2 separate regions of the Muntiacus reevesi genome follow, and region 1 is linked to region 2. A link is a contact called in public Hi-C data. All regions are on one chromosome and are shown on one strand. The core of a region is the stretch at or near the end of the contact, and the rest is flanking DNA. Distances in the headings are between cores, read along the strand shown.

Region 1 (2,700 bases), core at 176-2,675, 1.1 Mb before region 2:
AGGACACCAAATCTTAAAATCTGGTAAACTTCCTTACTATTTTTCTGATGATGTCACCATTATTTCAGTCCCCCATGCTTTGAATCTTCCATTTGCCCTTATCTCATATCATAAGCACCAGTAAATGCTGTCAATTTCTCTTTCCAACAACTCTTAGTCCTCTCTTAGGGTTAGAATTCAAGCTTACCTTTCATTCCTCAAAGCTAACTCCTTTCCCAGTGCTTGAAAACCACTACACAGGGTCATTTACCTATCACTCACTACGTGGTAGAGATCTATGCTAAGCTGTGGTGGGGGTTGCGGGCACGATGGAAGGAAATTACTAAAGCAGACCAATTGTCTCCACAGTATTTTATCTAGCTTAAGTAGCTCTCAGATGAATGAAAGATTCAACAACTTGTGTTCACCTTCTTCTGAATAAAAACCATCAACTTACAAATCAGTTCTTAGTTTCCTTCTAAACTCCAACATTTTAGGAGAAAGCGTCACGTTTTAGTTTTGCACTCCCAAAGCACGGGAAACCTAACTTCTTACAGTGCTTGGCACATTAAAACTTTGTCGAATACACCTAAAACTCATAGTATCTACCCTAGTTTTCCGTATTCCGTGAGAGTTACAAATCAAACAAGTCGGGGATGGAAAGGGAATGAGGTTCAAGAGGGAGGGAATAAATGTATACTTATGGCTGATTCACGTTGTTGTACATTACAAAACTGTACAACACAACACTGCAAAGCAATTATCCTCCAATTAAAAGTAAAACTTAAAAAAAAAGATCACGTCTAAGGCATAGTCCCAAAGGACAGTAGCTTTTTAAAGAATCGCACAACCAGCTTCAAGATTCAGAATATGGGAATATTCTGGACATCCCATCACTGGAAGGGATATATACTCGAGGGAGACAAACAAGTTTAAGGAAGAATTCCTTCCTCCGACAACAACAAAAAACGAAGGAAATGAAGACCAAACACTGTAACAGTCCCCGAAAGTCGCTTCTCTGCGAGCCAGGTAACAGCTTTGAAATCGGTGAAGTTGCTCAGTCAGCAGCCTGCCAAGAGTGCAGCCACGTGCTCTAGGGTTAGATGCAAACGCGGCAGCGGGTCCCGCCGGGCGAGCTGAGACGGAGCTCCCCTAACACCCCCAGCAATTCTGAAACCCGCAGAGCGGTAATCAGGTAGGTACCACAACGAAAGAGCGTGGAGCCGCGGCCGCAAAGCCCCCTTTACCTTGCAAACTGGGCCTGGGATACGATCTTTCTCTTCTTCCGCCGCCTCCTCTGATACGTCGTTCGGCTTAGCCGGCAGCTTGCCATCTTTCTCGTGTCTTTTCAGCTTTTTCGCCTGAACCGCCAGTCCTCCACGCCGTTTCCTCTTGGTCGCCGCCATCTTGCTCCGCGCCTTCGCTCTGGGCCTTCCTTCCGGCTCTGCCGCTTGCTCCGCCTTCCCGTCTCTATGGTCCCGGCCCCCAGCTCCACGGTCCTGCAGTTCTATGGTGCCTCTTTCCCGTCTCTATGGTACGGCCCGGTCGGCTCTCTAGGCCTCCTCTATCTCTGTGGTGACGGTGGCCGAGGTGGTCGGCAATGTCTGAATAGAGTGGCGGGAGCCGCTCCACTTCCTCCGCAGTTTTCTAGAAGCTGCGCCCGGGCGCTGCGCGAAGGTAGGGTTTGAGCGCTGGGGATCCCAAGACAAGTCTGTAGGCGGGTTGTGGGCTGGTGAGTGGTGTTGGGTGGTTGTCTGGGTTTCTTGGAGGACCTTCCAAGGACTCAAGCCCGCCCCTCTGGTATATCCTGTTAGAAGCAAGGTTGGAGGCGCGGGACACCTCTTCTCTGACTGAGGAAGCGGAGCCTCTGTTTGGGTTGGCGAAACTGACCCCGGTGACCGTGTTAGTTGCGTATTTCTGTCCTTCGTAACTTTTCGTGTTACTGTCCCCTTACTAAAGACGACGAAACCCTCCTTTACAGGGTAATTTCCCCCAAAGTTAGAGACAGTTAAGTGGCAGAGGTGGGGTTTCAGTCCCTACTTCGGCGAGTTCAGCGTCCAGGCCTCTTCCACTCGGCTCAGCGCAGGTTGAAATCGCGGGCTTTGTCAGCCTGGACGGGGAGTTTTATTGTCGCATCTCATCAGGAGCATCCCTCGGGGCCGAATGCGCCGTGGACCATGCCCCTCCTAACCCAGCGGATCACAGACGAGAATGATTACTGCTTAGTGGCCAGCCTTGACAACGTCAGGAACCTCTCCACTATCCTGAAGGCTATTCATTTCCGAGAACATGCCACGTGTTTCGCTACTAAAAATGGAATCAAGGTTACAGTGGAAAACGCAAAATGTGTACAAGCAAATGCTTTTATTCAGGTATGGAAGTTGGCACCTTTAATACAGTGAAATATGACCTTCTTCACCCAGGTCAGTGAATTCCAAGAGTTTTCATTTAAGTTGGAGCACAAAATATTATTTGAATTCTTTTTCTCTCCTGGTAACAAACCCTTTTCCTATCGTGTTTTACAGAGGTAATGGTTAATAATGTCTAAAATATATTAAACTATAGGTGGGCACTTTTTCTGAGTGTTTTGTATGTTTATATGTTTAAATAATTTAATCCTCACAACAGTCCTATGAGGTGGTTCTATTATTATTCCCATTTTACATTTGTGGAAACTGAGACGCTATTTAAGTGATTTGTCAGCAGTCCTATAGCTGGCAA
Region 2 (2,700 bases), core at 83-2,582:
TAGTGGCTCAAAAAGAGTAAGTAACTTTTTATTCGCATACAGCTAGTAAACAGGGTTTCCCTTAAAGAAACCGTCTGCAATGCGGGAGCCCTGGGTTCGATCCCTGGGTTGGGAAGATCCCCTAGAGGAGGGCAAGGCAACCCATTCCAGTATTCTTGCCTGGAGAATTCCATGGACAGAGGAGCCTGGTGGGCTACAGTCCCTAGGGTCGCAAAGAGTCGGACACGACTGAGCGGCTAAGCACAGCACAGTGAACAGCAGCGCCACGACACTGAAATGGGTCTCTCTGGAACCCTGAGGTCCACTTCCCCTTTCCTGTAACAACTGGAAACGTGACGGGGCAGCCGTTCTTCATTTCCAACGAAAACAGAACAAAGATGGGCAAGTGTACATACTATATATTTACATAAAAGCGATCTGAACTTTCAACCCAAAAGTTGGCCCACAGAACAGGATTGGGAAGATGTTCCCAAGCATAGTATGTCACTAAAGCGAAAAGTTCAGACGTGAAATGATGAACGTTTGTCAATGTGATAAGGCAAGCCTCCCGCATCCGGCAAGTGTGTAACTTCTCTAGAGTTTGCCAAGAGGGGTGGTCTCCACCGTTTATTATACACTTGGGCAGATACCGGTGACTTGGTTTTCCCTTACTGGGTCTTTTACCCGTACGTGGTTTTAAAATTAAATGAGGCTCCGCAACATTCTTCCTGACTAAAGGGAGCCAAAGACGCTAGTCTATAAGTCCAAAGCTCTAGATTCTAGTTCTCTCTCGGCTTCTAATTAGTTGTGTGGCTCCGAGCAAGACACTCAGCGTCCTCATCTACAAAAAGAGGATGGACCCAGAGATGCTCTGCAAGGCCCCGCCCTGCTTTATGAATCTGCGATTCCTCTCCAAAGGGGGCCCTGACTCGTCCCGGAGTTCCATCGCCCCCCGCCCTGGGTTCTCCACCCCTCCCTCTCCCCACGTTGGGCAACAAGGGTCCAAGAGCCCCAGCGCGGCCGCCGGGATCCACTCAGCCCACTCACCGGCTTCTCCTCGTCTCCCATTTTCGCTGAAGGGCTACTGGCCTGCTCCTCAGACATCCGCAAACCACCAAGAGAAAGCTAAATCCCAGATCGACGGGCAGGAGGCAAGGACAGCTGTCGCCAAGCAGAAGTGGGCAGCGGCGCCGAGGAGCGCTGCGCTTGCGCCTCGTGGTCCACAGATGATGCAATCGGAAAGCGCCCAAACTCCGCCTCCTCCAACCTGATGGGAGAGCAGGCAGCTAATCGACAATCCGGAGTGGCGGGCCCTCCTTTCTCTAAACCAATGGAAAAGCGTCTTTGGCGATACCCCTTCTAGAAAATCAGGCAGCGGCGGGGCGGGAGAGGAAACTACAGAACATGCACTCACTCCTGGCGGGTTATAGGGTCATCCCCGGAGCCCAGAGTCCGCAATGCGCGTGCGCCTTCTTCCGGGCTGACTGCGCCTATTACTCCAGGGCCCTTTCGGCCGCCGTAGCGAGCAAGACGCGCAGAGTCTGAGCTTCCGGGAAGTTTCCGGTTACCGGTTCCTGGCCCAGGGTCAGACCCTGCAGTGGAGGCTAGAGTTCTTTGATGCTTCGGCGCTACCTGACCTGCCGTGACTGCTGAATTCTGCGGACTTTTCCCGGCTCTCAAGTCTATAGCGGTGAACTAAGCTAGGCCCTCCTTCTTGCAATCCAGAGTTCCCAAGACCTAAGCCTTGTTGATCCGAGGACGAGCGCCTTTCCTCGGATATTCATTATTATTACACGCCACCTCCAGTCTATTGCATCAGGGAACTTTTCCACAGAGACTATGAAAATGCAGCGAAACTTTACTTAAGGAAATAACCACGCCGACTCCTCGGATTCTCCCACACAGAGGTCTCAGTGTTTGGAATTGAATGACTCTCATTTATTTTATCAGTCAATTTAAAACAGTCGCTGTTTTGAAATCAGAAGCATAATGAGCTTGTTTACAGTTTATGTACTCCACCAAGTTAAAGGATTATATTTTCTAAACATCAGTCCTCGACAGCTTGCCTCCTTCAGGGTCATCCTTTTCATGAAGTTCAGTCAATAGCCTCCTAACCCGATTTCTTGTGTTCATTTTTTTTTTCTTTCACATGCCAGCAGTCTATTCCTCAGTGAATTTCCTTTTATTATCTTTCCACAAGGGAGAATAGTCTTTTTTTAAAAATACAAATATAATCATGGCAACCTCTAGCTTTAAGTGGCTTTCAGTGTAAAGAAAGTCATGGTTTTGAAGGCCTCTGACTGCCCCGCTTTTTCACTACACTGATCTGCAACCTTAATGACATTTTTATTTTTTGGGTCTGCCTATTGAGGCTATTCGCATTCTCATCTCTGCCTGCCCCACATACTTTTTGCCTATTTAGCAACTACTTGTTAGATCTCAGAAACCGTTTCTTTGAGGGAGAATTTCTTGACCACTCTTACTGGAATGGTGTAAGTCTCCCTGTTACATATTCTGGTAGCTTTCTGTAGCACAATTGTAAAACCACTTCAGTTTTACAATTAAAAAATTATTTTCTCAGGTTGAAAACGTCACAGAAGCACAACTTGTGTATTTTTGCCAGCATCTAGCAGATAAAAGCCTGACACACAGTTGATGTTCAATACATGTTGAGGGAATTAATGAGTGTTGAGACAATCCTTGCTTGAAAAACTACCTCTT

The links. Hi-C and Micro-C count contacts between places; a contact is called where the count stands out from the background.
Region 1: a Hi-C map of blood shows a contact between it and region 2, with 4 times the contacts expected there. The contact joins the promoter of BRIX1 here to the promoter of TARS1 in region 2. A contact is called at or near these places in 2 of 3 Hi-C or Micro-C datasets (blood and muscle).

Annotation. Positions count from the first base shown.
Region 1 is chr14:30,420,045-30,422,744 of mMunRee1.1, reverse strand. BRIX1 (biogenesis of ribosomes BRX1) reads right to left here and starts at 1,425. Exons shown (of 10, transcript XM_065905585.1): 1 at 1,227-1,425. The coding sequence starts at 1,385. RAD1 (RAD1 checkpoint DNA exonuclease) reads left to right here and starts at 1,507. Exons shown (of 6, transcript XM_065905587.1): 1 at 1,507-1,656; 2 at 2,124-2,351. The coding sequence starts at 2,157.
Region 2 is chr14:29,365,492-29,368,191 of mMunRee1.1, reverse strand. TARS1 (threonyl-tRNA synthetase 1) reads right to left here and starts at 1,332. Exons shown (of 19, transcript XM_065905280.1): 1 at 1,027-1,332. The coding sequence starts at 1,083.